Regions from separate parts of the Mus musculus genome. Here all the other regions are linked to region 1. A link is a contact called in public ChIA-PET, Hi-C, HiChIP or PLAC-seq and Micro-C data. All regions are on one chromosome and are shown on one strand. Each heading gives the region's core, a stretch centred on a gene start, on an enhancer-like site or on the middle of the called end of the contact. The rest is flanking DNA. Distances are from core to core; before and after follow the strand shown.

What was found. Hi-C and Micro-C count contacts between places; a contact is called where the count stands out from the background. ChIA-PET counts read pairs in DNA pulled down with a chosen protein or histone mark. HiChIP or PLAC-seq counts read pairs in DNA pulled down with a chosen protein or histone mark.
Region 2: a contact with region 1 is called in a Hi-C map of the N1E-115 cell line, with 8 times the contacts expected there. The contact joins two enhancer-like sites. A contact is called at or near these places in 1 of 15 datasets of contacts at CTCF or cohesin (large pre-B cells), 4 of 484 Hi-C or Micro-C datasets (the MNK3 cell line, the N1E-115 cell line, adipose-derived mesenchymal stem cells and 1 more) and 12 of 115 datasets of contacts at active chromatin or transcription factors (the NIH/3T3 cell line, astrocytes, bone marrow-derived dendritic cells and 9 more).
Region 3: a Hi-C map of uterus shows a contact between it and region 1, with 6 times the contacts expected there. The contact joins two enhancer-like sites. A contact is called at or near these places in 7 of 484 Hi-C or Micro-C datasets (granulosa cells, nephron progenitors and uterus) and 7 of 115 datasets of contacts at active chromatin or transcription factors (the NIH/3T3 cell line, bone marrow-derived macrophages, cardiomyocytes and 4 more).
Region 4: a Micro-C map of brown adipocytes shows a contact between it and region 1, with 2.9 times the contacts expected there. The contact joins two enhancer-like sites. A contact is called at or near these places in 1 of 15 datasets of contacts at CTCF or cohesin (the NIH/3T3 cell line), 2 of 484 Hi-C or Micro-C datasets (bone marrow-derived macrophages and brown adipocytes) and 3 of 115 datasets of contacts at active chromatin or transcription factors (bone marrow-derived macrophages, embryonic forebrain and large pre-B cells).
Region 5: an RNA polymerase II ChIA-PET map of memory CD8 T cells shows a contact between it and region 1, with 10 times the contacts expected there. The contact joins two enhancer-like sites. A contact is called at or near these places in 1 of 15 datasets of contacts at CTCF or cohesin (large pre-B cells), 7 of 484 Hi-C or Micro-C datasets (B cells, CD4 T cells, bone marrow-derived macrophages and 3 more) and 12 of 115 datasets of contacts at active chromatin or transcription factors (Th17 cells, astrocytes, differentiating embryonic stem cells and 9 more).
Region 6: a contact with region 1 is called in an H3K27ac HiChIP or PLAC-seq map of thymic regulatory T cells, with 10 times the contacts expected there. The contact joins two enhancer-like sites. A contact is called at or near these places in 3 of 484 Hi-C or Micro-C datasets (the N1E-115 cell line, bone marrow-derived macrophages and cortical neurons) and 6 of 115 datasets of contacts at active chromatin or transcription factors (bone marrow-derived macrophages, differentiating embryonic stem cells, large pre-B cells and 3 more).
Region 7: an RNA polymerase II ChIA-PET map of memory CD8 T cells shows a contact between it and region 1, with 84 read pairs. The contact joins two enhancer-like sites. A contact is called at or near these places in 5 of 115 datasets of contacts at active chromatin or transcription factors (bone marrow-derived macrophages, embryonic limb bud, large pre-B cells and 2 more).

What each region holds. Positions count from the first base shown.
Region 1 is chr10:97,312,426-97,315,364 of GRCm38.p6, forward strand. No RefSeq gene overlaps it. Among named protein-coding and RNA genes, the nearest start is that of Gm34044, 78 kb to the left of the region's middle. Within about 2 kb of position 1,381, at least 387 of the 459 cell types and tissues checked have an H3K27ac peak or open chromatin away from gene starts, as enhancers often do. A contact at or near this core is called in B cells, the N1E-115 cell line, the NIH/3T3 cell line and 12 more, where this site is marked.
Region 2 is chr10:96,468,005-96,470,704 of GRCm38.p6, forward strand. No RefSeq gene overlaps it. Among named protein-coding and RNA genes, the nearest start is that of Gm33843, 130 kb to the right of the region's middle. Within about 2 kb of position 1,282, at least 5 of the 459 cell types and tissues checked have an H3K27ac peak or open chromatin away from gene starts, as enhancers often do. A contact at or near this core is called in the N1E-115 cell line, where this site is marked.
Region 3 is chr10:96,549,151-96,552,281 of GRCm38.p6, forward strand. The region is part of intron 3 of Gm33843 (a long non-coding RNA gene); the gene reads right to left. Among named protein-coding and RNA genes, the nearest start is that of Gm33843, 48 kb to the right of the region's middle. Within about 2 kb of position 1,306, at least 30 of the 459 cell types and tissues checked have an H3K27ac peak or open chromatin away from gene starts, as enhancers often do. A contact at or near this core is called in the NIH/3T3 cell line, bone marrow-derived macrophages and uterus, where this site is marked.
Region 4 is chr10:96,500,770-96,503,779 of GRCm38.p6, forward strand. No RefSeq gene overlaps it. Among named protein-coding and RNA genes, the nearest start is that of Gm33843, 96 kb to the right of the region's middle. Within about 2 kb of position 1,497, at least 40 of the 459 cell types and tissues checked have an H3K27ac peak or open chromatin away from gene starts, as enhancers often do. A contact at or near this core is called in bone marrow-derived macrophages and brown adipocytes, where this site is marked.
Region 5 is chr10:96,397,433-96,400,172 of GRCm38.p6, forward strand. No RefSeq gene overlaps it. Among named protein-coding and RNA genes, the nearest start is that of Gm33782, 90 kb to the left of the region's middle. Within about 2 kb of position 1,324, at least 102 of the 459 cell types and tissues checked have an H3K27ac peak or open chromatin away from gene starts, as enhancers often do. A contact at or near this core is called in B cells, Th17 cells, cerebellum and 7 more, where this site is marked.
Region 6 is chr10:96,568,260-96,570,994 of GRCm38.p6, forward strand. All of the region lies in intron 3 of Gm33843 (a long non-coding RNA gene), which reads right to left. Among named protein-coding and RNA genes, the nearest start is that of Gm33843, 29 kb to the right of the region's middle. Within about 2 kb of position 1,387, at least 25 of the 459 cell types and tissues checked have an H3K27ac peak or open chromatin away from gene starts, as enhancers often do. A contact at or near this core is called in regulatory T cell precursor and thymic regulatory T cells, where this site is marked.
Region 7 is chr10:96,522,106-96,525,068 of GRCm38.p6, forward strand. Gm33843 (a long non-coding RNA gene) reads right to left here. Exons shown (of 4, transcript XR_380712.2): 4 at 2,319-2,566. Among named protein-coding and RNA genes, the nearest start is that of Gm33843, 75 kb to the right of the region's middle. Within about 2 kb of position 1,331, at least 23 of the 459 cell types and tissues checked have an H3K27ac peak or open chromatin away from gene starts, as enhancers often do. A contact at or near this core is called in memory CD8 T cells, where this site is marked.

The DNA of each region.
Region 1 (2,939 bases), core at 131-2,630:
CCATTACTGGCTCCAATATGTACTTTGGAACAATACTTCACAAATAAATATGTTATGCTTTTTCTCAAACAGAAAATGTTTGGGCATTGTTAGTTTATCATGCCCAATTAGACTATAAACGTTTGTTCCTCTTTTACTCAGAAGCGGGGTTATTTTAGATGCCACACCCACACCAGGAGTAAAGGTTTCTTAAGTTTTGCTTATGTGTCCTGTACCGTGAAATCTACGCTCAAGAGGAAAACAGTGTGTTGAACTGACACTTTCCTCTGTGGTTAATATGTAAGCCACGTATTATCTGAATTGTTTTGCCAAAACACGTCTGGCTGGGTACATTACACAGGTCACTCGCATATACATATTGGAGACAATAAGGTATCCGTAACAGCGTTGTGTGCTCACTCTTTTCATCTAATTTAAAATCGCGACGTGGTTTAGGAAAAGCTCTCTTAAGTCACAATACCAAGTTATTGCAGCAACATTTGTCCTCCGTGGCACTAAATTCCCTGTATAGTAAATTGTGTTTTCGGTTGCTTTGTCCCATAGTGTTGATCATAAGCCGTACTTAAGGATTTCAAACGGCGACAGCGCCCCCTCACCCCCCCCCCCCAAACCCCTTTTTAGTCCTAAGCTAGAAGTACCTATCAAATCCTATTTCTTTCCTTAAAGACACACAGGAAAGCGCCGCGGAAGAGATTCGTCGACTGTGCAACAGCGACCCCTGGCGGCCCGATGCTCGCAAGGCCTTGAGCACCCAGAGCTGTCTCTAATCAAGTCCCTCTTTGTTTTCCATATCTGGAGAGCGACCCGGAACTGTCTTTGAGAGTGTGGGCTGTGTTTGATACCCACAATCTAAAGCTCAAAGTTTCAGGATCTTCACTACTCACGGCGTACAACTCATGGGTCTTTGTTTTCTTTTTGTGACATTTAATGAAATGAGTTTTGTAGTTGGGTTTTGTCCCTTTCTCCTTGCCAGCGAATCACAACAACAAACTTGCACATTAGTAAAAAGCCTTTGATGGCTTTTGTCTGTTTGGGAGGAGAAAATGCCTGAAAAGTAAGTAAAGGTCTCAGGGAGGTGGGGGGAAGGAAAACGAGTATTGCTTGTAGCACGAACACCCATATGATTCATCGGTAGAAGCTGAGCTCTGGCTCCATTTCTTTTGTAGATTTCCCGGCTCCCCTCACCCCACCCCCCGCTTTGTTCCGCTTCAAACCTTTCAGAGGGCTGAAATGCATTATTACCTTGTTAAATCTCTACCCAAATCATTTCTACAGCCCGAAGCTGTTTTGACGTGGGTTGAGCATCTCTCTCTCACACACATACACACAAAAGAATTGCTTTTGTTCCCAGACGCTCTCATTGGCTGAACGGCCTCCCTTTCGGGCCAATCAGAATCTAGTTGTCAGGCTTGGCAGGCTATTTTTAACCCAACACACAAAACCACTGGGTCTTGGAGGCAGTCCGCGGCAGAATGAAAGTCCCCATAGTAAAAGGCAGCAGCTGAATGTATTTTGGATGTCACGGCGTGTTTGACATTTTCTCTTTAATTCCATATACACTGTTACATTAGCATGTGCTTTTTCGTAAACAACTAACTCAGAAATGGACCTGCGTTTTCACAAGCTCTGTATTACCCTTTTAGGAAGAGAAAGCCTAAAATATATTGTATTCAGACTTGATCCAAAAACATTTCATAGTGTGTGGACGTATTAAACACACACACACACACACACACACACACACACACACACACACAGTTTCAATACGAGTGTGAAGGTGCTTTTAACAAGGGATTTTTGTAGATTTTCATTTTGGGTTGACAAAATTTTCATCAGTGACTGAATGAGAGTTACAATAATATCCATCTTTCTCCCTTACCGCATTCAATATGTATATAATTACTGCAACATGTATACACTTTATGTGTGGCATCTAAAATTATAAATACTCAGTGTGGGGTATTTTTGTGGGGGTATTTAGATAAAGCATGGTTTGCAGCATATTCAACCGATTGTTCAGTGGGGGACTTTTTTTTTTTAACCTCCCTAAATACACTTTAAGTGACAAGGCATCAAAACACATAGTTTGTAAATTATCTAACATATCCAGGAAACGAAAAGTTGCCAGATGTGAAAATACCAGGTTGTAAAGTTTGATTCACCCCCCAACCCCCGAGCCTTCCGTTTAATAGGCCAAAAAGCAGAAAAAGCTAAGTTGATCTCAAAATATATATCACAAAGCAATTTATTGGCAGAAAAATGAAACTATTTCCTGCAAAGGAAAGGGGGGGTTGTGGAGGCCTAAATAAGAAAGATGTTAAGAATCTCCCCTGGTTCTTACAAGAGATTTTTAAATTGTAGATTTGCCTAGTATTTATTTATCCAAGCTTGGCGATATGACTTTATTTGTTGTTCTTTGTTCATCTCCTGAAAAAGGCCTGTTATTTTTTGTTGCAAACCACGAAAGTGTCATTTAAACATGGTGTCAGGCAAGTGCAGAAATCCCGCAAAGGCTCCTGGGAGACATGGCTAGGATCCTATTCAAAGATGCAGGCGTTCTTCAGGAGAGAGGCTTCCATAACAAAAGTAGCCAAGGATAAGGAAAAGTTTACACAAAAGTTCTAGCAGAACTGTGGAGAACAGTCAAGATGTAGGGAAGGTGTGTACCTTGCCTTAGCAGATTTCACTGTTGGGGAGAAATGTCCCCTGCTTTTCTGATGGTGAATTTGAACGACTGTAACAATGCACCTGGAAAAGAGGCCACTCTTTCCAACAACTGTGTGAGGCACACTAGGTCAGCTTTCTAAAACCTCTATAATAGCTCCCAGGAACTTTGCTAGGTTTAGATAGGCAACCAGCTGCTAACAATTTAGTTTAATATTCATTCTTATTAGAGTCAAAGAATCTGAAAAAAACTGAGACCAGGCAAGATTCTTTTC
Region 2 (2,700 bases), core at 32-2,531, 840 kb before region 1:
TGGTGAGCCTCCTACAGAGTCTCCAACAAAGACCACTCTGACCTCTGGATATCTGGACAGAGACAATTCCAAAAGCCCCCAAAATAAGACTTTGGTTCTAGAGTCACGCGGAAACTGTTCTCAACACTCTAACTTTGTTGGTCAAATTGGAGGAAGCTCATGGAGCTTGAAAATATGGCTCATTTCTGTGAAGGGTGATAAGCAAATTTTAAATTTTTGGTGACTTATCTCACCAGACAGACCTCTCTCTGGTTCTCTCTCTGAACCATGTGGAGCGTGTTTAGATTCCACTACTGGGTGAGGTCGAACATGGCTGTGCCATTTCTCTCTGCTTGAATTTCACAGTACAGCGATCTTTCTCTGGAGGTTTGGTTCTTGTCATCTTGGTTCCAATCAGTCCTTAAAAGAGGACAGGAACACATTTTAAAGCAGGAAGAAAGAAGGAAGGAGGAAGAGGAAGAGAGGAGGATGAAGAAGATGAAGAAAAGAGGAGGAGGAGGAAGAAATAATATGATGTGAATTTCACAAAACAAAGTAGAGCTTTGGCTAGTGGCTAACTTGGGTGTAGGCAGTGCATCCTCTTCTTCCCTCTGAGAATGCAGTGGTGAAATCTCATCTGCCCCAGTGAGGCTGCTGCATTTAGTTTAATTTGATCTACGCTCATGCTCCCTGTATGCCTGCTCTCCCAGTGTATGGATCCAGGAAACACCACTTTTCCCCTTTCATCTCCTGAATCCTTCAGTCTGAAGACTCATTATTGATCACAGCCTCCAAGAATTCAAAGTATGGGTTATCATCTCAAGGAAGGATTGGAAATGTCCAGAGCCTTGCTGCTCGAAAGGGCAACAGAACTTTGATCTCTACCATTTTCTTTAGGGCCCATGCTTTGCTCCGCCTTTTCAGACTATCAGAAGGCAGGTCTGCTGGTTCCGCTACTTAATTTAATGCTTCAGTTTTCAGGAGGAGCCAGCCTGGTCGAGCTTTTTAGGCTCTTTCTACTTGGGATGTGATGAATCAATCAATTGCAGGCTTCATTTTGTAGACGTTGGTATCCATGATGGGGTGCTAGCTCAGCCCTAGTAGCAGACAGAGGTGGCTCCGATAATTACATTAGAACCGTGGATACACACTTGCCTTAGGGCTTTAGAGTTGGGCTTAATCAAATCTACATTTGACATTTCACAGCCCACGCCAAGGATTTGTGCAAAGAAATAGCCGAGCACCGCCGGTTCTGCCTTAGCCTCCTCTTAAGGAAACAGCAGGCCTTGCGTTGGTTACATTTCTGCCCTGTGGTACAGCACTCAGAGCTTCTCTGGGCCATGTGCTTTTGATCCACAAAACACAACGGTTTGTTTGCTTGCTTGCTGTACTTAATACTTCTCTTGCACCCAGGCCTGGGGCTATGCTGTGGTTTGAATGTGAAATGTTCCCTGTCTTGTCTTTAGGGCCTGCCACAATTTCTTAATTAACTCTCTGCAGCCTAAATGGGTACTCAAGGTAATCACAAAATAAAACAGAAAATCTTGGAATGGAAATGATGGTGAACAAGACTGGATATGCAAAGATGACATGAGCCTGGATCCCAAACCTCCATAGAGGTAGCACTGGACCTGTGGATTGGAAGCAGCTGGGGCTTCTTGTTTGTTTTTGTTTGAAACTTACTTTTGCTTTGTAGAGTTAGCAATTGAACAAAACAGACTAAAAGACAATGCCTGGCACTGAAAAGTTGAAAGTGCTTTTAGGTGATTCTCATCCGTTTCAAATAAGAACAGGAGATCTGCACAGTTCACCACCAAGTGTTTCTGGTTACATTTTTTTTCTAAGATTTATTTTCAAGCATGAATGCACGATTGCATGCGTGCTTGCATGTGTGTGTGTGTGTGTGTGTGTGTTCGTGTAGGTGCCCATGAAGTCCAGAGGGAGGCATCAGACCCCCTGGACTTGGAGTTCCAGGTGACTGCAAAGGTGATAGGAAGTAAATTATGATCTAGAAGGACAGGAGGCTCTCTTATCCACTGATCTTCTCAGACTGTGATACAATTTTTCTTTAGAGCATATTTGGAGAAATACTGACAAAAGTCAAGAAATTGAATCAAGAAGTCGTTTAATGAGTATAGTCACTGTCCCTGCCACTGAGGATGGTCCAAGCTAGACCATCACAGCCCTGTGTGAAAAGGAACAGGAAAAAAACAAAAAACAAAAAAACCCTCCAAATGAAGTTCTGGATCTTCTAAAATGATGTTGGGGTTTATTCAGGGCAACACTACAATAGTAGTACTACGTCTGTGAAGGGAGTTCAAATCTCAGCCAAAGAGAAAAGAAGGAGCAGGTGCAAGATGGGGGGAGCACACATACACAGAAGACGTTCAGGTTCCATCAGACAGGGAGGGCAGCAAATTCAACAGCATAAAGCCCAGGCTGGGGACGAGTTAGATCTTGAAAAGTACTGTGGAGCTGTAGCCAAGTGGCAAGAGATATATGTTAGCTGGGGAAATAACGTGACCAAATTTGCCTTTTAGGTAGGTTAGGTATCAGCATGGCACTGGATGGGGGCCAGAGGGCAGCAGCCATGTGGCTCCATTACTATTGTTGTGTGAAAATGACAGGCTTGCTGTATGGATACAGATGCAAAGTGCTCCTTGGTTGAAAGATGTTTGTGTAAAGAAAGCTGAATCCCCAGACACCCAAAGAGGAAAGATC
Region 3 (3,131 bases), core at 56-2,555, 760 kb before region 1:
AGATCCGCCAGCCAAGCAATTTCATACTTTAGACTTTGAAAACTGTAATGTAACCAAATGTAACCATATAACCAGCAGGAATGGAAATAAAGAATTGTGGCCAAAGATTGCATTTCCTAACAAGATGTTTTCCTTCCCATACGTAACAAGTTTAATCACTTTCATACGTACTCACATGAATACATATGCACACATGTATGCACACACACATGCATATGCACACATACACACTTACATATACGCTACCCTATGCTGAATTAATCGTATTCTAAACTGTATTCTTCACCTGGAGAACCTGGAAGCTACTTCAATAAGAAAAAAAAATTATAACATTACAAAATGAGGAATGGTAGTTATGTCTTTCTTTTTAAAAAAATAAAATTTTACCTATTTGATAATTTCATATATGTATACATAACATACTCCAATTGTTAAGGATGCTACTCATGGCTTCTGTTTGTCATCAGGTTGACTAATATCAGTTGACAGACACTATTTCTGTTAGTTGATTTTAGTATTTTTTTTTTTACTCTTGTTCTGTGTATGGAAAGAGGTTACCACAGTTTCCTCCATAGGGCGTCAACTTTGAAACACGTTTTTAGCACCAACCCTAATAAATAATGAATTTTGCTGCAACCCAGATGTTCTAATGTCTTTTTTTAAATGTTGTCTGTGACCTACTACATCTGTTTTCACAAGCCTCTCATGGGTCATGACCTCCTTGTGCATGGAAAACATTGTCCTGGGATGGTCTTTCTCAATGTTCCCACTGAAATACCCCAAGCAGCAGGGGAGAGGGAAACTGGGGAGAGTAAAGGAAGACTAGAGAGAGAGACAGAGAGAGACAGAGACAGAGACAGAGACAGAGACAGAGACAGAGACAGACAGACTAAGGGTCTGCCTCCAGTGCAAAATCTCTTTGAAGTTTCTTTACTTCACCACTGAAGTGCACCCCACTTTGGCATATGATAGCCAACTGGACCATCAGATTTCTGCTAAAAGTTTTCAATTTCCCTTTTAAGCAGAACGGATGCTCTGGACTTCTTGCCATTGACACTCAGGTTGTCTCTCCTGCTACCTGGCTATCCAAGATGCCCACTGTAGGCTGCAACCATGTTCTGTGGGGTGATAAATGTCCCCACAATACACAAAACCAAGAAGTCTGGGGCCTTCTGGCTTCCACACAACTGTTCAGTGTAGACCTTCTGGATGATATCTATAAAGGCTCGCAGACACTCTCATCAGTTAGTGAGCCTGGGCTCTTCCCTAGTACTGCTGAATCTCGTGACTGGGAAATGACTCAGACCCTCATTAAACCTCACACAGCAAGTCTCCAGGAAGCCCCAGCAGCAGGAAGGGAACAATGCTCACAGGCATGGGAGGAGAGGCACTGAGGGGGAGCACAATGATGAAGGCTGAGCCACTTCCAAGGGGAGAAAGACATGCCAGTTCCTTGTCCTTGCAGTTGGTTGAGAGCAGTTCACCATTCTTCCCTTAAGTCGGCCATCGCATCAGACGGGCCAGGAAGAAGGGAGACACTAATCAACCAAGGAACCTGGGGGACCCTGGAGCTTTTAGGGTAACCAGAGAGTATGTGTATAAGTAGATAAACACACAGCCATTGCAGAGGTCAGAGTTCATTCACTCATTCCATATTTCTATGGACTCTGGGGATCCAGTGCAACGCGTAGGCTTGGTGGTAAGGACCTGCACCTGCTGGGTTGTTTTGGGAGTCCTCACGGGGTTGTTTAAGCACTTCTAACCTAAGGATCCAGTGGCTTGCTTAGAACTTTAAAATTGAGATGTTCTCACTTGAAATGAATTTCTAACACAGATCAAAGTTTTTTCTTTCATGAAAAGCCATCCAGGAATCTGGAAATAGGGCCACAGTGGGCTAGTGTGCATGGCATGAAAGAAAGAGAAACTGAGTTCAAATTCCTAGGGTCAAAGTTTGAAAAGGGGGATGGGGGTGGGGAATGTCTGGAGAGATGGCTCAGTGGTTAGGAGCACCGGCTGCTCTTCCAGAGGACCTAGGCTTAATTCCCAGCACCCACACAGTAGCTCAAAACTATCTGTAACTCCAGTTCGAGGGGCTCTGACAAGCTCACTCGCACAGACATGTGTGTAAGCAAAACACCAATGCACATAAGACAAAAAAAAAATTATTAAAAAGAAAAAGAAAAAACTAGGCCTGGCCTTGCATGCCTTTAATTCTAGTAGTGGGGAACTAAGACTAGCAGATCTCACAAGCTCTCTGGATAGCTAGCTCAGCCAAAACAGCTTTAAGGTTCAGTAAGAGACCTCATCTCAAAACAAAGGTGGAGGCCAATAGAGATAGACATCGAACGTCTTCCTCTGACCTCCACACACAAGCACACACATGTGCTCATACACCACACACAGCACCCCTATCCACATACAACAACAGCAGATGCAGCACACACATAAGACATCTAGGATTTGAAATAGAGGAATAAATTAAAAATAAGGAAAGGATCCCAAAGAAACCTATAAAAGATGTCTTGGAAAAACCATAGTTCCAGACAGAGTGGAGACAGACAGACACAATTGGGCTTGAACAACACTCTAGCACGTCCTTATAAATTCATGGCCAAAGATTGCTGAAATAGTCAATCAACTGTCCAAATAGATGTCCCCTACTTTTTTCCTGTACTGTGCATCTTTCTCCAGTCATAACCCAGGACCTGTAAGTACAGTAGGGTTCAGTAGAGTGCCTCACTATAGTGATTAACAAAGCCATGATTTGAAAAGCTGAATCCCATCTCTTTAAGTGTAAAAGGAATTTCATTTATTTCATGATTAAAGCAATAACACGCAAGTGTGAAAAAGTCTAAATTTCCAAGAAATTGAACACTATGTTTTTCTGGCTGAAGACATGGGAGTGAGCTCCACATTACGGAAATGACTTGAGGGTTTTTTTGTTTTGTTTTTTTTAAGTACCATTATAATAAGATGAGGTCACCTTCAAGAAAATTAAAAACAAAAAGCATTTAGGGCGGCCGAAGATTATGAACACAAAACTAAAATACAGATGCATAAATCTTATTGCCTTCTGGGACATTCCTAATGGCCACAGTCACTTAAATCCTGGTTTTAAATGTATAGTTATA
Region 4 (3,010 bases), core at 247-2,746, 810 kb before region 1:
TAGAGTGGGCTCTTTAGAGTGCTGTCAGGCAGGACTGGATTCTCAATTTTTGAAAAATCTATCTACTCTTACCTTCACACATAGAATGCACTTTGTCTTTATTGCTTTCTATTATCTTTTTCTGACTTCATTGAAGAGAAGACATCCACACAACCCCATTGCTTCCCAGTGAAGAAGCTGAGAAGCAAGAGTACCCAGTAAAATTTCAAGGCCTTGTATTGGCCCTCTTCAATGGGCACTAGCATTTCAATGGCCACCAACTCTTGGACTACATGACTTGGATCACACCTATTCATTGAAAATTTCCCAATCCCTCCTAGTTTGGCCTTCATGTCACCACTACCCACACATCTCACCTTTCTCCAATTTGGTTCCTGGGACATCCCACCCTTAATGTCATTCTGGTTTCCTTCTCTTTCCTATGCCCCAAGTTTATATCTTTAGAACAGACTTGTTTTCCAAAGCTCCAGAATTGTTAAATTCCCAATTAATCCTTCCTGGGACTCTCACTGTCCCTGTAAGCTTGAATATCTAACTATGAGCATCTCCTCAACCTGGTAGCTGAAACTGTGTTAGTTTCTTTTTTTGTTGCTATGAAAAACTACCTGACAACAACATCTTAATGGAAGGTTCTATGCAGGTTCACAGTTTTAAGGCATGGAGCATCATTGCAGCAAAGTCATGGAGGCAGGCACCTGGTCACTTTGCATCTACTATCAGGAAATGGGGACAGATCAATGCTCAACTTACTCAATCATTTGTCCACTAGATGATCGTGGATTCTGTCAAAGGTTGACAAATGTTAACCATCACACTCTTAGGAGTTGCTCCTTTGTTCCCAGACACGCATATCTTAGCCTATGTCATCTTCTTGCCTCTCTAGGACAAAGTCACTCTATTGCCCATGTCAATGTCACCTCCTGAAGAGAACACAAAGCAGTTTACAGTGACAAGTCTAAACTGGGGTGTTATATTTCTCCTGAAGTTATGATCTTGGAGTATGGTATTTTCTTCCAAATTGTAGTGTTCCCTTCCAATTGATACATTTCCCCCAGCAAGGAAGAAGGCATTTTGAAGACTCAGGAAGTAAACCAAAGGTCACATGTCCAGGAGAACAAAAACTTGAAAGATCCTTGAGGGCACCTATTCAGCAGTATAAAAAGGAGTAAAGAATTGCTAGGGTGAAGACTGAAGACTTTGTGCTGCCAAAGTTCAGAGACAGAGACAGAGAGACAGAGAGAAAGAGAGACAGAAACATAGAGAAAGAGAGACAAAGACAGAGAGAGATGGAGAGAGACAGGGGAGAGGGAGAGACTGACTGAGTGAAGCTGCCTCCCAATTGTGTAGGAAGCTCCAGGCTTTCAATTTGGGGGAGGTGTCTTCTATGTTGGGGTCAACTTTTCTGGTGATTCAGCCACATTTGAGTTATCCTTATGAGTATCCCCAGAAAAAAATTTCACTGATTTACCAAATTGCACAATGCTGCAATCGTTACTCTGGTCTGTTGCAAGTTCCCTTTCTGGGGTAAGTCGACTTGTGTCTTTTGTCAGGCCAAGAGAAATCTGTCACAGCAGGCCTGTAGTGGTAGAACCTGAAACTCCTAGCCAGAAATGGATCCTCCTATCCTTCCAGACCCCAGAGGATTGCTGTTGCTCCAAGGCAGAAGGAGTCTGAATATGGACTTGAAGAATGAACAGTGAAGAGGCATGGTTCACTGGGGGCACACTTCAGTTGATCTGTCTCATATTACTCTTTGCATTTCTCACTAGTCATGACTGTGACAGTTGTCACCTCCTCCCTTGTCCAGTTCAGAGTTTGGCAAAGCCACAGGAATTCCCAGCTAGGTGGGTAGAAGCCGTCAGCTCCCTACAGAAGGGCTGTGTGAGGAAGACTCCCAGTGACCTCTTGGATCATTTGGGAAAGAGGAACCCCGGGGAGGGATCACCCCTAGGAGACTGTCATTTTCCATGCTCTGACCGTGTGTACAACTTGTTAGGAAGGACACAGACAGGTGCTTCTAGCACGGCAGGAGTCCATCGTGAGACAGGGGATGAAAGAGATACAGTGTGAAATCAGCGGGTGAGCATAGATGCATTGCACAGCAAAAGGAGGTTAGAGGGATATTGAAGGCTATCGATGCTCAGATCCTGGGGATTGAGCCCATTGTGAGAATGAGGACATGCTCCTGAATGCATCCCAGGCTCCTAACAAATGCCACGGCTCCATCTGCTCAGTGGCTGAAGGCACAGGAGGTGGCAGAGGCAGACTGGAGAGCTGTTTGATGATGTTTCCTTTCCTAATCTCTAGTTCCTCAGGAGTTCTCACAAGCTGTCATGTGTGGGCAAGGTCAGGGAATTTGATGTCTCCCAAGTGACACTTCTCTAGGGTAAGGCACTCCCAAGGGCAAGACAGCGTTAGCCTTGTGTCTTGGGGGATAATTTACACTTTGGTAGGGGTTGGAAAGAAGCCACAGAGGCAGTAGCTCCTTGGTACCCAGAAAATTCTTCTAACAGTCAGGTCTGCAGAGATTTCTGAATCCACTTGTAACTGAGAAGGCCCTGTAATGTTGTTTACTGAGAGAAAAAACACATTCTTGAATAGTTACACTGGTTGCATTATAACTTCAAAAAACATTAATAACCAGTAAGTGCTCAGTCTCCCCAAGTTCCTCACAGATAGGGCCCAGGGACTCTCTTGGACAATCAGTTAGGGATTAGACCTTTGAGTCACTTCCCTTCCTAGTCAAACAACTTGCTAAACTAATTTCTTGAATCCAAGAAGAAACATTTTAGAGCAGACTGCCCTATCTAGACCCAGAGAGCTTGAGGTCAACATGATTTTGCCTTAACCCAGCACCAAGCATTCTTTTAGGAAATCTAACGGCGAGGTTAGATGGTGTTGGTGGTAGCTACAAGAATCCCATGACCTGCCCAGTGGTGGTAGCTCATACCTTTAATCCTAGCACTCCAGAGGCAGGCAGAGTTCTGAATTCAAGGCCAGCTTGGTCCAT
Region 5 (2,740 bases), core at 74-2,573, 920 kb before region 1:
CCAATGGTAGGAAACAGAGGCGTGGAGAGGCACGGAGCTACAGTGAAACCATTTTGACCAGAAACTCAAAGGAGCTCTCATATCAGGTTTTCCCTGATATCGTTAATGATAGCACCAGGGTACCGTTCCAGGGACTGGTTTCTGCATCACAGGGACAAACCTGCCTTTCAGTGGTCATCTGAGCAGAAGGCCACAGAAATAAAAGCAACTGACTCCCTACTCCCATGCAAATTCTATCCCTCTGCCAAAATATCTCATTGCCAGTTCTGGGTTTTAGACTCCAAAAGAGCTCTGGCTGTATAACCTCACATTGTTGCTGTTAAATGTTCTATCGATCAATGAAGAACAAGAGACAGCCCGTTCTTCCTGGAGAGTAGCTACTTTAGAAATTAGTAAGGATTAGTAAACCCTTGTTTAAACATCTCTTTGGAATGGCTCCGAAAGGTTCCCGTGAAACAACGAAGTTATTGTTCACCCCAGGAGTCTAATTTCCCTGGGAATCACACTTTCCTACCTGGTTCCATTGCTCTGTGGTTGAACGTGTATTAAGTCTGACATCCATGTATAACCCAGAGGGACAAATGGGTTCCTCTTGTAAGCCCTCATTGCCACGGGCTCTATTTGTAATCAGACAATCAATATGGTTAGCATGTGCCAACTTCGCCGGCGGAGAATAAGTGAGGCTGTTTGAGCCCAGGACACTGGAGAAAGCGTGTGAGGAAGCCGTGTGAATGGGGCTCATTGTTGGCCTGGATTTTAAACGTTCTCGTTTTTCACAACATTTTATGGAGAGCTCTTAAAAGGCCTTTATTGATAGAGATACTCATTAAATGCCAGTTTTAAAAGGAGAGTTGTTGATGTAATGTCATACAATCTGCTTATGCATAAAGCCTTTTTTATTCTGGTGTTCTGACGAGTGCTTTGCCATGCCAGCCCTCCCACCACATCCCAAGACACAGAAACTCCTCCTCTAGACGAATGCTCTGAAATGCGGGGCTGTTATTAGATCAGATGCCATAGATGGCTGGACCTTTCCTGCGTGCTTGTCTTTCACTGTCAAAACCAACCCTGATTTACTCAATGCACAACCAGTAATTGAACATCTGCCATATAATGCAGAAAAACCAGAGAAAGATGGTATTGTTGTTGTTGTTGGTTGGTTTTGGTTTTTTTTTTTCTTTCTAAAGGAGCTAGTTAGATTTTACTGTGAAAAAGAGACATGCAAATTAGTTAACAGCCGTGCATTGCACCAAGCTTGAGGGAATGGGGCTGGTGAAGTCTGAAGTCAGACAGTTCAGCATGTGACTTAGGACCGCAGCTTAGGGAGGGACTGAAGGTGTGGGCGGGTGCTGGTGAGAAAGGAGAAAGGCAAGCTTGAGACAGCACACATGTGAAGGAGCTCAATGGAGCCATTCCACAACCTGTGCGTACAGCAAGCCATCATGTTACGTGCCACCAACAGATGTGGTTGTTAACTATGAAAAAAATTTACCAGGAAAAACAAGACAACGTATTAGCGATAAAAGACACCAATGAAATCCTTGGAAGGGAAGAGAAAGAGGGAGGGAAGAATAGGGGGGAAACAAGAGAGGGACGATGGGAGGGAGGGAGGAAACTGCATATACCCAGGCTCCAGCACAACTCAATTTCAAGGTGGGAAGGGCACTGAGTGCTCTCAGCTTTCCTAGTCTCCCCCTCATGGCTTTTGATGCTCAGTCAACTTTGAAAACCCTTAGCTGGGATCAGATTCTCTAGCTCTGCTGCAGATTAGAGTAACTGGGGCAGCTCCTCAAACTCCCAATGCTCAGGCCCCACCCCAGTCCCGCAGGCCAGACTCAGGTGAGTCTGGATCCCTAGCGTTTCATACACTGGGCATGGAGACACCGATCAGTAATCCCCAACAAGCAGGAGGTGGAGATGGGAGGGTTGTAAATTCAAGGTTATCCTTAGCTACAGAGCACGTTTGAGGCTAGCCTGAGCCACAGGAGAGCCTACCTCAAAAGAACAAATAGCAACAAAAGAAGACCTGCCTTCCAATATGTTATTTCCAAGCAAAAATTATTTGGAGTTCTCTTTTATTATCTACACATTTTGCCTCCTGGTCTTTGCTTCCCTACCAGAGCTTTCTAAAACAGAAAGACCTGGATGCAGATACCTCAGAATAGGGTGACACAAAGCCGGAGGAGCGACAGACAGGCAAGGGCAGCTTTGGACTTGTTTTTGTCTGGCTTAACCGGGAGGATACTGGAGTAAGACCATCTGCCCTTCAAGAAATCAAAGCCAGACACAGGAAGTGGGCGGGAAGACCCTCCAGCAGCCCCAGCTGCCTGGGCCGGGCAGCTGCACAGACCCCTGTTGTTGGCAGACAAGGCAAGGTCTTTTCAGTCTTGTGACCATCAACCCATCCCCAGTGCTGGTGGGGAGGGCACTGCCATTCTTTCTATGACTGATCGCAACAGAATGTGACAGTTGTTTGGGGTGACAGGTTTCCTGGGGGCTCTGCCTTCAACAAGAGCCATTGTGCAGAGGGCGTGTCCTGGTGCCAATGTCACAGGCAGGGGAAGACCCGAGTGGTCCTTTCATTTATATATGACAACATTTCCAAGGAACAGATGGACAGAAATCTTAAGCACTAGCCATCTTCCTCTTGTCTGAAGAGCTGCGGTAGTTGAACAGAACAAATGGCCTCCGTGCCTACCCTTCCTTTCTTCTGCCTTCCTGTTGGGTTAACTGATACACC
Region 6 (2,735 bases), core at 137-2,636, 740 kb before region 1:
CCTCCTATTGGGTGACCTTGTCTTTCCCTTTGTCTTACTGTATCTTGGTTTATCCGGTCTGACTGTTGTCTCTAAGAGACCCCCTCTTTTCTGCAGCAGAAATTAGGGGGAGCAGATCTGGGAAAATGGAGGTGAAAGGGAGAGCTGGGAGAAGTGGAGGGTGGGGTGCATTGTATAAGAGAAGAATCTACTTTCCATTTAAAAGAAGTTCACAAAATGGTGCCTGCCTTTAATCCCAGCACTCAGGAGGCAGAGGCAGGCAGATTTCTGAGTTCAAGGCCAGCCTGGTCTACAAAGTGAGTTCCAGGACAGCCAGGGCTATACAGAGAAACCCTGTCTCAGAAAACAAACAAACAAACAAACAAACAAACAAAAAACAAAAAAAGTAAAATAAAAAGTAGAAAGAGAAGAAGAAGAAGAAGAAGAAGAAGAAGAAGAAGAAGAAGAAGAAGAAGAAGAAGAAGAAGAAGAAGAAGAAGAAGAGGAGGAGGAGGAGGAGGAGGAGGAGGAGGAGGAGGAGGAGGAGGAGGAGGAGGAGGATGATGATGATGGGAGAAAAAGTCTCCTTATAGAACTTTCCCTTGGCAGAAGGAAGCTGCTCAGTCCTGGTTGCAAGATCTCCTGGAGGCAGAGGCAGGAAGGCTAGACCTCCTTGCCCTCTTTCAGAACAGCCCTGGTAGGTATTCCAGTTTGGAGAGGTTTATGTAGGATACAGGTTGACACCTCTAGCACTTGGTCTTTTGTCCTGTCTTGCCAATTGCTCACTAGTGTGGCTTCCCATGAGCACTCCTCTGTTGAACACGTGCACACCTTTGCCTCTCACTCCCTGGGACTCTCAACCTGAGACAGGGTCATAGGGAAAGTCCTGGACCTCTCAATAGAGTGGCTTTGAAAGGATGAAGAAAATTATTCTGTCGAGAAACTGTACTCAAAAGTTCTCTGGGGCAGGCAGGATGGCTCAGTGGATGACTCTTGGTGGAAGGAAAGAGCAGATCTCCAAAAGTTCTCTGATCTCTACACAGGATCCATGACCAGAAAGTGGCAAGCATGCACAGGTATTCTTTTGAAAGAGAGTTTTCTGCTAACCCTGTAGCTGTTTCCTAGTAATCAGATGGGTGAATATTTGGACCTCCAATGGAAAAATAAACGGAAAGGGAAAGGGGACGAAAAGATTAAAAGGGGAGGTGCAGCTTATCAGAAGATTGCTTGTCTAGTATGTGAGGGTATCTGAGCTTGACCCCGGGCACTGGAAAGAAAAGGTGGGTGGGTAAAGAAGAGAGACTGAGAGATGAAAGAAGAGAGATGAAGAGAGATGAACGAAACGACCCAGAAACCCCGTCTCTGTCACACTTTCCCACTCTGAGGAGCACTTTTCGTGTTGTTGCAACAGCTATTTTTAGAGTCTAAAAGGCCACTGTTGACTGCCTATGGGGCTCACTAATTCACGCTTGTGGTGTCTAGATCTCAAAGCAACACTGCAAAGGAAACAGTAATATCAGAGAGGCTAAGTGATCCACCCGAGACCTCAGTGAGTGAAAGGAGATTGAAGCCACCGTGGCCTCTACATCCCTTGATGTCTCCTCAGGGAATCAGGGTTCTGCTGATCCAAAGAGGAAAGCAAACTGATACCAGGTTTGAGGGATTTGGGAAGGTGTTGCCTGAGATTCGTTTCCTAGCAAGTAATAGAGACTCAATTTAAACAGGATTTAAACAGAGAGAAGAGAACTTCCTACAGAGATGCCGAGAGGTTTTACAGGACAGAAAAGAGACCCCATCTTAAGGAGAAGAAAGCAAAATAACAAAACCAAGATCATAGGACGAGAAGAAAACAGCAGTATCAGGATTCAGTTTTCTATCAGTTGCAGTACAATAGGGCTGGCTTCTTAGTCCCAGGAAGTAGTCTTGGATAAATATGCTACTTATTATTCAGTCCTGGACCAATCACCACCACAAAGATCTGAGTTACAATGTAAGAGGCTCGTCTCTGCCACAGACATTTTATGACTAAAAACAACAAAGGGAAGACACTATTCTAGAAAAGGAGCTGGATGGAAGGGTATGTTACCACATCGCCTTATTTCGGTGGTATAGGCTGGTGTTTACTGTGTAATGCTTTGGTTTTCTTTATCCCCTCACCACACAACTCAGTGATTCATTGAAAAAAAAAAAAAACATGGCAGTTGAGGTTTAGCTTAAAAAGAAGCTTGGCTTACACCCTGCTCATTACAGATTTTCTTCTTTGGACGATTCGAGGGAAATGGAGTTTAAAAGATAGGACAGGAAGCAAAAGTCAGGTCTAGCTTGCAAGGTAAATTCTCCCTTACCAATGCAGGAAATTAATTTCCTTTTGGCCATGATGACTGAGGAAGATTGAATAGAAAGAGACGAGATGAAAAGGCTTAAGATACATTTTTTTTTTCTAACCTCGCTGTGCATTAAATCCTAAGAGAAATTAATCAGGCTTGTGCTTCCAATGGAATTGAGTTAAAAATCTGACCAATTCTTTGTTCACATAGGAGTCCACATGTTTGCCTTCCACACTGGTTAGAAAGGGGCTCCCAGGGGGAGCCAGGGTCATTCTCACGGCCCTACCTGCAAACCTAGTTCCAGACGCACTGTCAAGGTACACAAGGTACACAAAAGCACAAAGGTGGCCTTTCTCTCTGTGCTCCAGAGAAAGAGTGAGGTTGAAAGTGACCATTTGTTCCCTCTGTGACATGCATGTCTGATATTAT
Region 7 (2,963 bases), core at 81-2,580, 790 kb before region 1:
GTATGTGTGTGTGTGTGTGTGTGTGTGTGTGTGTGTGTGTGTGTGTGTGTGTGTGTGTGTGTGTGCGCGCGCGCGCGCACCCGGCAGCCATTAGTTTTTGGAAACAGGGTCACCCACTCTGGAACTCAGAGTAGATGAGGTTGGTTGGCCAGAGAAGCTTCCCCCGCCCCCCAGGAGTGGAGAGAATTTGCTACCTCTGCCTCCTTGGCGGTAGGATAACCTGGAGCCACCACACTCAGCGTTTCTAACATGGGCTCTGGGGATTGAACTGAACCGTAGGCGGTCCTACAATAGCCAGTTCCATGTAGTTTTGAGAGGCTGGAGCAGGTGGAAGGTGGCAGTTCTTCACCTCGTCCCTGACACTCAGTTTAGGACATTAGTGGAAATGTCTGGTATTTACCTGCACAATTTAAACACGCTTTGGAGTTGATGCCCATGAGATTTGGAATGGAAACCACTGAGTGTGCTTTATCCAGAGAGCAGATGGCTCTAAAAGGCACCCTCTAGGGCAGAGCGCTCTGAAAGAGACCCTCTGGGGCAGATTGCTCTGTAAGGCACCCTCTGGGGCAGAGAACCTTGCAAAGCACCCTCTGGGCAGCGGCAAAAGACACTGCAGCAAGTTCTGGTTCCTCCCAACGCAGGCAGCTGGAGAAGCCTATCTCTGACTTCATTTCCCTTCCCTAGTCTCTTATATCTGCTCCCTGGGAATGTGGGGGATCACGTTTCCAAACTGACAACAGGAGTTCAACCGCTCCCTTTGAGATGTTTCAAGACTTTCTTGGGTTTTTATGCTGTAAGACAACACTGCGACTGAAAGCAACTTGGAAAGGAAAGAGTTTATTTCAGCTCACAGCTTACAGTCCGTCATGAAGGGCTAGCCAAACAGGGACTCAAGGCAGGCACCTCGAGGCAGGAACTGACACAGAAGTCATGGAGAAATGCTGCTCACTGGCTTGTTCAACCTGCTTTCTTATACATCCCAGGACTACCTGCCTAGAGTTGGTACCATCCCTAGTGAGCTGGGTCCCCTCACATCAATCATTAATCAAGAAAATGCCCTACAGACTTTCTTGCAGGCAGTTAGAACCCTACTTCTACTTCTAGTTCAGGAATTAGGAAATTTAATTAATTAGTTCAGAGAGAAAGAGCCATAGGAAGAACCCAGGTATGGTGATTCCAAACTCAGTTCTCCTTTTATGAAAGATTAGCTTTTCTGTTTCTTCCTTTAAAACTATTTGAGAGACAGAAACTCCAACCCAAGCAGTTAGCCCAACAGGAAACAACCTGTCAGTGTGAACGACCCATTCTCAGTCTGTGCTTTGTCATCGCGAACGCACAGGCGCATCCTCCTTAAAAATGAAAAAATGCCTTTCATAAGACGGCCGTTTTGTTCTGCCCCATGGTGTGTTCCAGTCGACGCTGTGGCGTTCGCTATTTTTCTTTTAGATCGTCTGGCTTCTGGTTAAGGCTGCGACAATGACCTGAGTCCCTTTGTGTTCTCATGCTGCAATTTATTCTCAGGCTTCTTCCTTCTGTTTTATTATTAAAAATTTTAGCTTCTACTTTTGAAGTGACCCACCACCCATTATAGGAGTTTTAAAATATGGACATCAATATCTTCCCACTGAAAAAAAAAATGTACCCTTACTTCTATAAAAGGTGATAGATTGCAATGATGTGCTAAGTTTACCTTACAGGCAGCTTAAAAACAAAACAAAAGGAAACAACACTAACTTTCCTGATAAATGACATACCTGTTTAGACAGAGAGAAGAAAAGGAAGAGAGACATGTAAATTCCTTTTGTAGCACTGTGAATTCTTTGATCAGCCTTCTTTTCCTTCCCATTTCCTCCATCTCTGGACTTCTAAGCCTCCAAATGCAGGATTAGAATTCTAGGTGATAGAGTGAGCTGATCTCTCAGATGCTGAGGCAGCGGGTTTACCGCTATACTTCAAAGGCAGCAATCCCAAACGGATGCCCGAGGTGATTCATTTTTATTTGGGTAACGGAGAACTCGAGCTGAGCTAAATGACAGATGTAAAAGGACCATGCAGCGACCATGTAAATAAGCAGCTCCCCCTGCCAGACACTGGGACAAAGAACTGTGTCAGCTGACGCTCAAATCTCATTAGACTACCACACAATCCTCTCTGGTACAGGACCAAATAATTCATATAAACATGTAGAGGGGAATAGAAAAACGAAGCACCTAAACAAATCTTCAACGGTTTATTGTTTAGCCACCTCGTCTTCAAAGATAAATGCTAACGAACGATGTCTGATTCACTTGTCTGAGCAACTTGACAACACTAATAACCAGCTCAGCTCATGGGCCCCGGTTGGAGCTGACCTCACTCAGCACAACCAATTGTTCCTAATTGAGTTTTGTGGATGGGGCTCCGGGTTTGGTACTTGCTGCAGATACTGGTTGTGCCCCTCGTTCCCTGCTGGCTTTGTCCATGCTGACTCTCATTTCTTCTAGCAACCGGGCTGCAGGAGTGAAGGAGAATTACCGACCGCCCAGACTAGGAACACGTCTCACCTCTGGGTAGGGTTCTGTTTGCCCTGAGAGACAGAAGTTAAAAATAGCCTCTCTTGTTAAAGATTAGTGTTGGTGCATTTAATCACATCCAGTACACACACACAAACATACACACACACACACACACACACACACACACACACACACACACACACACACCATGGGTAGGGAGACTTGGGCCAAGTATCATTAAAACCTTGTACTTTAAAAAGCTATTATCTCCAAGATGCTTATACAAAACATCAACAAATGTGGGAAACATAACACCCCATATAAACAATAATGCAAATTATAAATTCACACGGTTCTCAGAACAAGAAACATGAATGCTCAGTAAAGATGACCAAGTACATTAGTAACCAGGCTAAAGTTGAATGAATTACAGTAGAGAGCTATCAGGGGTGCGTGTGTGTGTGTGTG